3 separate regions of the Mus musculus genome follow, and regions 2 and 3 are each linked to region 1. The links are chromatin contacts, called in public Hi-C and promoter capture Hi-C maps. All regions are on one chromosome and are shown on one strand. Each heading gives the region's core, a stretch centred on a gene start, on an enhancer-like site or on the middle of the called end of the contact. The rest is flanking DNA. Distances are from core to core; before and after follow the strand shown.

What was found. A called contact is a pair of places that touch in the nucleus more often than the background predicts. Capture Hi-C pulls out chosen DNA fragments and counts their contacts.
Region 2: a Hi-C map of B cells shows a contact between it and region 1, with 7 read pairs. The contact joins the promoter of Zfp267 here to the promoter of Fxr1 in region 1. A contact is called at or near these places in 4 of 39 promoter capture datasets (hippocampal neurons, liver and pre-B cells), 1 of 484 Hi-C or Micro-C datasets (B cells) and 1 of 115 datasets of contacts at active chromatin or transcription factors (astrocytes).
Region 3: a promoter capture Hi-C map of liver shows a contact between it and region 1, with 9 times the contacts expected there. The contact joins the promoter of Acad9 here to the promoter of Fxr1 in region 1. A contact is called at or near these places in 6 of 39 promoter capture datasets (the C10 cell line, cranial neural crest, frontonasal cranial neural crest and 3 more), 2 of 484 Hi-C or Micro-C datasets (CD4 T cells and pre-B cells), 2 of 115 datasets of contacts at active chromatin or transcription factors (astrocytes and large pre-B cells) and 2 of 9 other capture datasets (adipose tissue and liver).

Annotation. Positions count from the first base shown.
Region 1 is chr3:34,017,939-34,021,633 of GRCm38.p6, forward strand. Fxr1 (fragile X mental retardation gene 1, autosomal homolog) reads left to right here and starts at 2,141. Exons shown (of 17, transcript NM_001113188.1): 1 at 2,141-2,225. The coding sequence starts at 2,175.
Region 2 is chr3:36,149,024-36,152,718 of GRCm38.p6, forward strand. Zfp267 (zinc finger protein 267) reads left to right here and starts at 2,057. Exons shown (of 4, transcript NM_001101478.1): 1 at 2,057-2,172. The coding sequence starts at 2,170.
Region 3 is chr3:36,064,364-36,068,058 of GRCm38.p6, forward strand. Acad9 (acyl-Coenzyme A dehydrogenase family, member 9) reads left to right here and starts at 1,616. Exons shown (of 18, transcript NM_172678.4): 1 at 1,616-1,907. The coding sequence starts at 1,746.

The DNA of each region.
Region 1 (3,695 bases), core at 891-3,390:
GGCCTCACAGTCATTGGCAAGGTGTGTCAACAGTACACATCTGTTCACGAAGGTCTGTGCCCACACGTGAATCTGGTAGTCTTGGAGATCAGAAGAGGGTGTTGGCTATCCTGGAAATGGAGTTATATACAGTTATGAGTTGCCATGCAGCTGAGAATCAAGGACACATGCTGAGCCATCTCTCCTGCTCCAGCTTTTTGGTTTGAGACAGGGTCTATGTATCTCTAGTTGTCCTGATATATAGTAGTCCAGGCTGGCCCTGAATTCAGAGTTCCTCTTGCCTTTGTCTTCTGAGAACTCGAATTGATGGTGTTCACTACAACACCGGGCACCTACCCCAGAAGTGTTACTTTTAACAGCTAAAAGAGAATTTGACTCAGCTAACAGTGGAGTTTTTTGTTTGTTTGTTTTGAGACAGGGTCTCACATAGCTAGACTGACCTGGAACTTGTAGCTGAGGATAACCTTGGACTCCTGATCCTCTTGTATTCTCCACAAAATTACAGGCATGGGCCTTCAAATGAGAAATAAATAAAGGGCTAAAGAAGATAGTGCTGTGTGTAGCTCCGGGACCTTGTTTCAGTCCTCTGCATCTGACCCTCAAACATACTAATAAACCCATATCAGCAGTACAGTGCGGTTGCTTATGCAGTGTAATACTGTGACAAAAAATGGACACCTAGTCATACCTGCTGTACCATGAATCTTGAAAGAATATTCTAAATGAGAGAAGCCAATCACAGAAGCTCTCACATCACGATCCCACTCATATGTGAGATCGAGCTAGGCAAATCTCTACATAGAAAACACATGGGCAGTTTCCTAGAATCCAGGGAATTCAGGAGAATTGGGGAACAGCAACAAGCACAAGTGCTTTTTATTTTTACTTATTTATTGTTGTTTGTGATGAAAATGTTTTATACTGATCCTGGTGATAGACGCTGAACTGTACATTTTTAAAAGGGCTAATCTTGTATAAAGAAAATGTACTTTATACAAACCAGGTTGCTAGGGGCCAGGAGCTCACACCAGTAAAGCCAGCACTCTGGAGGCTAAGACAAGAGAATGGGAGGTAAATCGAAGGCCATCTTGGACTGCTTAGTGAGACTTGTCTCAGAGTAACAGGTAACCGTGGGGGAACTGAGCCTGTTAGCCCAACTGGCACCTGGAGGTGGGAGGCAGGGTGGTCAATTTGAGCTCCAAATAAAGGAAAGACAAATACATCATGCGTCGCTGAAAAGTTATGTAAAGATGCACATACAAATGAATTCTTTTAAGTACTATTTCCAAAAGCCTTGCTTTCAGAAGTTGGCATTAACTTATCAAACTAAGTATGAGTGCCACAAAGCTTCTAGAACTGGTGGCGTTTCTGGTAAAGTCACACAACACAAAACCCAATAGGTTCTTGGATCCTCTTTGCAAAACTTCCCACGTGTAACCTATCAGGGGTGGGAGGAATACACTTTCCCATTGTTTAAAATTTTTTAAAAGTAATGCCAGCACTCCGATGGCCAGAGGCAGAAGCAGTTCTGTGGGTTCAAGGCCACCCAGGGGTAGAGAACTGTGTCTCAAACAGGATCCCCCCACAAAATTAGCCTAGGTTTCCCGAGCCTTTAATAACGTATTAAGGTAACCGTGCTCGGTCGGTGACAGGTGAGTGAGCTGCCTTCGCGCGAGGCGAGGCCTGAGAACTGCGTGAGGCTCGGGGGAAGCCCCGAGTCCCGGGTTCGTCCTGGGAAAGGCTCTTCAAGGGGACGGCCCGAGGCTCCAGAGGGAAGGCTCCATGAGGGCAAACCTGAGAGTGTCGGCCGGCCATGCGCTCTGGCCGAGCCCGAGCGCCCGCCAGGCCGCGCTTCCTGACGGGAAGAGCCCGTAGGGAGCGTCGCCGGCCGCGCGGATCCTGGGGCGAGGGTGGCGCGCCGGGCGGGTCCGCCTCACTCATTGTGCGCGAGGCGGGCCGCGCGGGCGTGGGCGTGGGCGGACCGGCCTGCCGCTGGGTAGCCGCCCAAGGACCCGCGCAGAGCGGCGCCGCTAGCGGAGAGCCCGGGAGCGGGCCGGGAGCGTCCCGCCCTCCCGCCCGCCCGCCCCTCCCCCGCGACGCTCGCCCCTCCCCCCTCCTCCCCTCGCGTTGGAAAGTTTCTAGAATCTCTTCCCAGCAGCCTTTGCGGTTCCAACATGGCGGAGCTGACGGTGGAGGTTCGCGGCTCCAACGGGGCTTTCTACAAGGTACGGGCCGCGGGGCGGCCGGGGATGGGAGCTGGGCACTGGGAGCGGGGTCAAGGGGCGCCGGGGACCCCGGGGGCCGAGGAGAGGTGTCAGGTGGTGGCGGGGGAGGCAGCTGGGCCGTGCTGCTGGCCTCTGCCCTCGGCGCGGTTTAACGGTCTCGGGGCCCAGGCTCCGTTATGTTTGGAAACAAGGCGGCGGGTGCTGGCTTGCCTCCTGTCCCGGAGCGTCCTGGGTCGAGGCCTCCGGGACGCGGGCGGGCGGGCGGGCTGGAGCGGCGGGCTGTGGTGCGGGCGCGCCGCCGAGGCCTGGCGGGGTGGGGGGCGCGGACGGGCGGACTGAGGGACGGACTGAGGCGGGCAGCTCACTGCGACCCCGCGGCGGCGGCCGGGCCCGCCAGGCTCCTCTCCGCCCGCCCGCCCTCCCGCCCGCGGCATGAATGGCTGACTCCCCGGCCTACCCCGGCTTGTGCTGCCCCGGGGGCCCTGCGAACCCACGGCGCCCGCCCGCCCGCGTGGAAACCCGGACGGGCGGCGGGCCCTGGTGGCCGCGGCCTGGGGAGCGGGCGGCCCCTTCGCCCCTCGGCCCGGGAGAAATGCGAATTCCGAAGGAAGGGTTCAAAGGTGACCCGAGGCCAGGCGGCAGGTGGGAGGGACGCGTGTCTTCCCAGCCCCTGGGAAGGTGGGTTTTTTGTTTTTTGTTTTTGCTTTTTAAGTCCTCTTCCACGAGGTTCTTTTTGTTTCCTTTGAGAAGAGGCCATGCATTGCCGTGGAGGCTGGCCTCGGAGACAGAGGGAGGATTCTAGAGTGGAGGAATTTGTAAGGCGCTTGCTTCTATTGGAAAAGGGGGAGGGGGCACCAAGCAGAACACGAAGGCTGAACAGTTTTTCCATAGTAACGGCCCCTTCTCCTTATTTTTTTTTCTCCCCAAAGTGTGCGAGAATCTTAACAAATCAACACAAAACCTTCTCAGCTGTTGTCTGTCAGTCATTCTCCAAGCCAGCATCTCAGATGTTTGAGAGTCTTGGCTATTTTTATGAAGGCTCTCTTCTAGTACATGAGTATTGTATGTACTTAAAATGGTTTCTCACAGGTTTTCATTTCAATGGCTCCTTTATTCCAGAGGATTTTATTTGGTATTAACGATTTCCTAATTTTTCAGTGTTTTGCTTTTCCCTTTCTAGCTTGCTTATTAGCTGTATGGAGGTGATTTGTCACGTGGTAATAATATAGGCAGTAGCTCATTGACAAAGAATGATAAGTATACTTTTTTAAATTTTGTTTTGTAAATTTTGATTGTAAAATCTCTGGTGGCCAACTAAGTAGTAAGAGTGAGTGTTAAAGCCTTTAGTATCACCTATTAGTGTGTAACTGGCTTCGTTAGTGTTCCAGGTTTAAAACATGATGTCACATAAATGATTCAAGCAATATTTGAGTAGATACTTCTTACTGAAACCTAGTGGTTACCATCTCT
Region 2 (3,695 bases), core at 807-3,306, 2.1 Mb after region 1:
TGTCTCTGTTTCTGTACATTGCAACTGAGTTGGTCTCTTCCTGCTGTGGCTCACAAAACGTTGTGTCTATGAAATTATTAGTCTGATACCTAGGCTGAAAAGGTCTTTTTGTTTTTCTTTCCAGTCTTCCTCATCTCTCTGAGAACAAGTTTACACGGGAAGCTGAAAAGATGGGACATTATGAGAGCAGTAGGAGTAAAGTTGAGCCAGCTCACTCTCCGGGGCTGCACCATCCGGGGCTGTACCACCTTGACACCCATCAGCTGACCAGATCAGAAATAGTTCAACTGAACCTCAAGTGAGGAGCTGCCTTATCACCATCCGCTAAGTTTTAGTGTGGTTTGTTATTCAGAGATAGAAGATGAATGCACACTTACAGGCACGATACCATGACTTAATGATATTTTAATCCTAAGTTACCTGGCAAATAGTAGCTGCTATATATGCATTAGTTTACTTCCCCACTAATTAAAGTTGGATGATCTATTGCTAGATGGTGTTGAATTATACAGAAAAATTTGTAGACATGTGTGCATATGGTTGGGTAATTAAATTTGCACCATGTCTCACAAAAGAAAACCCGAATCTACAGCCTGACAATTAGGTCCAAGGCCAAACTAAAAAGGGGTGGTGGTGGTGGTGGTAATTTTTCTTATAATCTATTTAAATCACAGGGGGGCAAGGCCATGGAGGGATCAAGAGACAGGCTTCCCTCCTCATGTGCCCACCTTTGAACACTCCTGGTTGAAGTCCCCTGATCTGTTTTAGGACATGGTTACCCCCATTCACTGGGACCTAAAAGAAATATTGGCAGGAAACTGTGTTGCTTCACTTCTGACATAAATGGGAGAGATTCTCAGGTTCCCCTCACTTTCTTGAGGTCAGGAAAATTATAGCTCTCAGAAGAGGACTGTGACAGACGTGACCTGAAACCTGCTGAAGACCCGAATTTGGATGATTTAGTATAGTAACATATATATATATATATATATATATATATATATATATATATATATATATATATACACACACACACACACACACACACACATATATGTGTGTGTATACATATGTGTGCATGTATGTATATGTGTATATGTATGTATGTATGTATGTATACATATATGTATATGTGTGTGTGTGTGTGTGTGTAACCAATTCCACATATGATGATATGTTTGGATATACTGGGTTTTATTACAATCACTGTTTTAACTTTAATATGAACAGTAGAAAATTTTAAATTAAGTAAGTGTCTTAGTCAGGGTTTCTATTCCTGCACAAACATCATGACCAAGAAGCAAGTTGGGGAGGAAAGGGTTTATTAGGCTTACACTTCCATACTGCTGTTCATCATCAAAGGAAGTCAGGACTGGAACTCAAGCAGGTCAGGGAGCAGGAGCTGATGCAGAGGCCATGGAGGGATGTTCTTTACTGGCATGCTTTGCTAGCTTGCTCAGCTTGCTTTCTTATAGAACCCAAGACTACCAGCCCAGAGATGGTCCCACCTACAAGGGGCCTTTCCCCCTTGATCACTAATTGAGAAAATGCCTTACAGTTGGATCTCATGGAGGCATTTCCTCAACTGAAGCTCCTTTCTCTATTGTAACCCCAACTGTGTCAAGTTGACACAAAACTAGCCAGTACAGTAACACTTGAGTATTACTCCCCCTTTCTATATTCAATATTGCTGATTCAGGAGATTTTTTTCCCCTTTTAAAATTTGAAATTCAAGGACAGAGCTCAGGGGGAAATGGTGCCAAAGCTCTTCTCTATTGCGAATAATATACATATATATGATTCATAAATTGGTCTGACTTTATATACAATAGTAAATGGGAATGATTCCTCTAGGGTCAGCTTTACTACAACTGTACCAAAAACTTGTCATTTCAGCCCATAGGGTAGTGCTGGGGCCTGATGGGGCGGGACCGGAAAGTCATCCAATCAGCAGCACGATGGTGAGAACTTCGAATCAGACGTTTAGACAGGGTAGAGGGGGCGGGCCTTCATGCTGTGTTTCTGAAGTCCAGGATCTTGGAATCCTCCTCAGGCTGGGTCTCTTCCGGTGTAGACTGTAGCTCAGCCCTGCGGCATCCGTTTGCCCTGCGTCTGTAGGGTGCCGGGCCATCCACCGGGAGGACGCGGACTCCGCGTAGTCAAGCCACAATGGTGAGTGTGCATGGTGTCCTGAGACTGGAGGGAGGCTGTGTAGAGCCGGTGGGAATCGGCTGCGGCCAGTGCTCGATGTGGGAGGACGGTGAGCACTGCTGAAGCCTGCTGGTGAGTGTGTGCGTGGCGCGGCGAGGCTGGAGGGCTGCGGGGAGCCGAGGGGGAGCCGGCGACTGCATGGGGGGCGACGGCGGCCCCGCCTTCCTGCGGCCGGCCCTTGGGATCGGCCGGCTTGAGGTCCCCCTTGGTGGGCCATGCGTCACCGCGCAGCCTGAGCTGGAGATCCCCGGTACCCGGCCGCGCCCCCGAGCTAGCCGGTGCAGTGAAGGCCCAGGGTCAGACCCTGCTGCCCTGGAGTCCTCAGAGGCTCCAGCCTAGTAGCCCGGATTGTGCGGCGATAACCTGCAAGCGTAGGGCTCCCGCAGGGAAAGTGTTCAGTGAGGTGTCCTGTCCCTCCTCCCGAGCAGTCTAGATAAACGCGAAGCAGAATCTCCTATCCAGATGACTGCTCTTCCCCTGTCCTCGCTTCTCCTCTGGTTGGAGGAAGATTCCTAAATTTCCATCTCCTGACCGCATTCCCAAATGCCCATTTAAAAAATAATATTAACACCCATTTCCCACGCAGCATTTCAAATAGACATACATTTTGCTTGATTGGTTTTTTTCCCCACTCCACACACTGGGCGACATTTTAAAAAGGATTTACCCTATGGATATTTAACATAAAATCACTTGATTTTTTATTAAAACACACACACACAATGCCTCTCATTTTGTCATCCTTAGACACAGGAACCCCAATCAGAATGCTTTGGGGTTGTACTTGCCTTTTGGAGATTTTCCATAGTGATGGGTCTATCTTCATCTGACTCTACTTGGCCCTTTCCTTGCCCGGGTTTCAGAGATGCCAACACCAGCTGCCTTGTCTCCAGTGTCTAGGAGCATCCAATGATGTCAGTGTCTGGGCTGATCGTCCCAGCAGCCTGGGGTGTGAGGCTAGACCGCATTGGGACGCTGCTGGATGTCTTGGTGTTCTCCCATCTGAAACGCACTTGAGCTATCTCAGCCTTTTGATCAATATTCTGCCAGTTGTACTTAGCATGCAGGAGGCCTTCTGGTTGCTTAATTAAATCCTTGCTGCAAGTTTGTAAGAATGAATCCAGACTGCCAAGTAGTCATGGGAGAAGTGTTCTGTAAACCAGTTCTGGGCTTTCCCGCCTTGCTCTGCATCCCTTGTAGGGACGGAAGGTGACAGGGCTCATGGGCCTGCTTGTCCCCTTGTTTAGACTCACTAGCCTTTCTTGCTTCCTTGTTCTGTTGTTATTGTCTCTTTTTCATTTGTTTATTTATCTTCTGAGCTGGATAGGTGCATGCCAGCCATGGGATCCTGTGGGGTGAGAGGATTCTGGTCGTCTGTCCATAAAGGGAATCCCAGGGACCAAACTTAGGTTGACAGTTGTGGCAGCCAGTGCCTTTAACCCACTGAGGCGGTTCCTGAGAGCAGCCATTGGGGAAAAAAAAGT
Region 3 (3,695 bases), core at 366-2,865, 2.0 Mb after region 1:
TATCTTCTGACCTCCACACATGTGCCTAGTATACTCTTTCTCTTACACAGATAGATAGATAGATAGATAGATAGATAGATAGATAGATAGATAGATATTTTTTAAGAGGCAGTCTACTAAGATTCAGACTAAGTTAGGGCAAGTAGTTCCTTGGCTCCCATGACTAAAAGGTGGCCTCAATAGCCTGTGAGACACTGACTCAACTGATGCCATCTTAGAGACACCATTTTGACCTTAGAACTCAGTACATAGGCAACAACAATCTGCCAAAACCCTAACCTGCCAAAATAGGAACAAAGACCTAATTCATCAAAGACCTAGTTTATAGTGCCAGGACCTGGGAAAGTCCCTAAACATATTAACCTTGCTTTTTGGCTTCTGTAGTTTCACTTCTCGCTAACTGTTCTTACTTGCTTTTTGTGCATAAAAGGAAAAGAATAGTGAGGCTCTGGGCTACATAGTTTGGGAAGTTCCTTATGCAGTCCCCAGTGGGGCATAAATGCTTTCTATTGGTGTTAAAACTGCATGTATTTTCTGAAGGAGTCATCTTGTAACAGTTGATGCCACACTGGTTCCCTCAGGACAACCTGCCTAGAAATAAAGACAACAGACATATGAATAAACCCTGATGTGAGAGCTGGACCAGTTGGACCAGGCCCTGCCTTGGCTTACTTCCTCAACATAAGATTCATTTTAAAAAAAACAAACAAGGGCTGGAAAGATGGCTCAGCGGTTAAGAGCATTGACTGCTCTTCCAGAGGCCTTGAGTTCAATTCTCAGCAACCACATGGTGGCTCACAACCATCTGTAATGGGATTCATTGCCCTCTTCTGGTGTGTCTGTAGACAGCAATGGTATACTCACATACATAAAATAAATAAATCATAAAAAGAAACAAACAAACAAACATGGTGTTTATAGTTTCATAGGGTAGGTCACCGAGCCAAGGGAAATGCCTTGCCCTGGGAGTGGTGAAGAAAGCAAGTGTCTGAAGACTGTGGCCAATAGGGGCCAGACTAGGGGGGTGCACAACACAGGGAGTGGTAGATTCAAGAAAGGAGGAAACAGCATGCTCTTAGTGCTTCATGCAGTCTCCCATACAAAATGATACCACGCCACTCACATATTTAAGAGAATTAGGCAGAAGTGGGTTAGTAAAATAGGTCCCTTGTCATTTTGTTATACCCATTTAGCAATATTCTAAGTCCTACATTAAGTGAGATGAGAATAACAAAAGTTGTACTTCTAGGTTTATTTGATGAAATCTAATCTGCTCTTTAGAGGATGTGCTGAGAATAGCACACAGGCACAAGAGCTGTGTTTGGGAGCCTGGGTGGTAGTTTTGCAGCTTGACTTTTGAGTATTTTCGTTTTCTTACTGGCAAAAGTATAACAAGAAAGAACACACACACACACACACACACACACACACACACACACACACACACACACTTACTTCCTAGCCTGTTCGGATGAATTTTAAAAAACTACAATTTCTAAATTACATACTCAGACATTACATACAGCAATGCTTGGCGTAGGAGACATTTATTAAACATATTCTGGAACGACCTGTCCAATAGCCTCGCTCAAGGCGGCGCAGCCCTTGCGTCATCAGGAAGTGCGAGCTAGCTTCCGGTTGCAGCGGTGCAGGGTGAGACTTTGGATGCCCGGACGCGGGTGATTGGCGTCATTGGGAGGAGCGGCGGGGCTTCCAGCGACTTGAAGTCTGAAGTCAGGAGCAGCATGTCTGGCTGTGTGCTGCTCTCGCGTGGGGCGACTGCGGCGGCGGCTGCGGCGCGAGCTTCCCGGGTGCTGAGGGAATTCACGGCGAGGCGCCGCCCGCTGCACACCAGCCTGCAGAGCTGCTCGTTCGCCAAGGAGCTCTTCCTGGGCAACATCGAGCAGGTAGGAGGCGAGGCCGGACTGCCCGTGTCCTCTGCTCCCACCTTTCATTCTGGCCAGAGTTGCATGGAACGTTATCCGAGCCCGTAGAAGCCAAACATCCGAGAGGCTGGGCTCGGCGATGTGGCTTAAGTCGTGTCACAGTGGTTTTTGTTTTGGGGCAGGGTCTCATTCAGTAGTAGCCCAGGCTGTCTTTGGACTCGCTCTGTAGCTAGGCATGCCTTGAATACGTGGTCCTCTTGCCTCGGTCCTCAGAGTTGCCCATCCAGCTATTTCTTGTCTTGGAAGTTTGTCTCGTATTGTCTGACTTTATTAAAGTAGAAGTCAACACTTGGGCTGAGTGGCTGCCCTGGTGCAACGTTCAAAGCTAGAACTTTGAAGTGTGGGGACCCTTTTGCCCACATTCTGGCGCAGAGGGTGCCGAGGGACTTGGATTCTTGTGCTTTTCCAAGGCAGGAGGAAGAGCGCAGCCATCATGTATCCCCTTCAGTCTTTAAATCTACCCTTCATCACCCGTGAGCTTTGCTGCCAGTTTTCCATTTCTGTATTTAGTGAGAGTCCCAGTGGTCAGCTCTCCTCCAGATGGTATCTACTTTCTATACTGTTGTGAGCTGTATACCCCTAGCAAAGGCTGGCCTGGTGATTAGAACTCAGCTTTCTCACTATTCAAGGATAATTCTGCATCTTGGACCTGTGCCCTCAGGCTTTGGCCCAGTGGCCAGTGGTTTTCTCCACATTGCTCACTTCTCATTCCCATTCCTACCCCACCCACCATTAGTAACTAATGCAGATATGTACTTAATGTTTGTTCTGAATGCATGTTAGGCCTCAGGTTTCTGAAAAAAAAATTCTTTTCTTTGTATCTCTTTTGTTAGTTCCTTGGTTTCTCAACCTGTAGACCTTGGCCAGTGTCTCTGGTAGCCCAGTTGAAGTCAGAGGCAGTGTCGTTGTTGTTTGTGTTGTTTTGTTCTTCTTCTTTTTAATGTGGAGGTGGCAGGTGTATTGATTGCTTGCTTTTGAGACAGTCTCACTGAGACTTTCTGCCTCTGCCTTCCTTCATGAGAGCTAGATTGAAATTGTATGCCACACCTAGCAATGCTGAATTTTTCTAAAGTTTAAGCCTGTGGGCCTCTCTTTTTATTATGGTCAGCCCCTTGATGACCTAATTCAGTGCCCTAGCTTTAAATGACAACTCTATTCTTACGACTCAGATTTATTTTTTCAACTTGAGTTCTTCCCCTAACTCCAGACTTAGTCTACCTTTCTGCTCTATATCTCCTCTTAGATGTCTAATAAGCATCTTTAATAAGCATATATGATAACCTCTCCTGGATCCCACCCAGTTCTGCTTCTCCCAACAGCCCGTTTACAATAGATAATGGCTACTCTGTGATTCAACTTTTTCAATACATTCTCCAGTGACACCTTTGATTCGTCTTGTTCTCATTGAATCCTATAGTAAGTAAATCTTTGTTTATCTTCAAGTTACATTCATATCTGACCACTTCTAACTTCACTGCTACTTCCTGGATTGAGCAAACACCAGCTCTCGGAGCATTTCTGGGCCTTGACTAGGACAATGGCAGTGGTACTTAAGCGTCTGAGGGTAGAGAGTAGCCGAGTTATCCATGCCAGTGGCTGACATATACACTTACTTGGACCCGAGTCTGTCCCAGGGGCAAGTGGGAGGATGAATGGGTGAGGCTTGTGTGGCACTGGCAGACTTAGTTACAGCCCCTGGCTTATATAATTGGCTTCTGCAGTAGGATTACCTGAATAACAGGTTCTTTT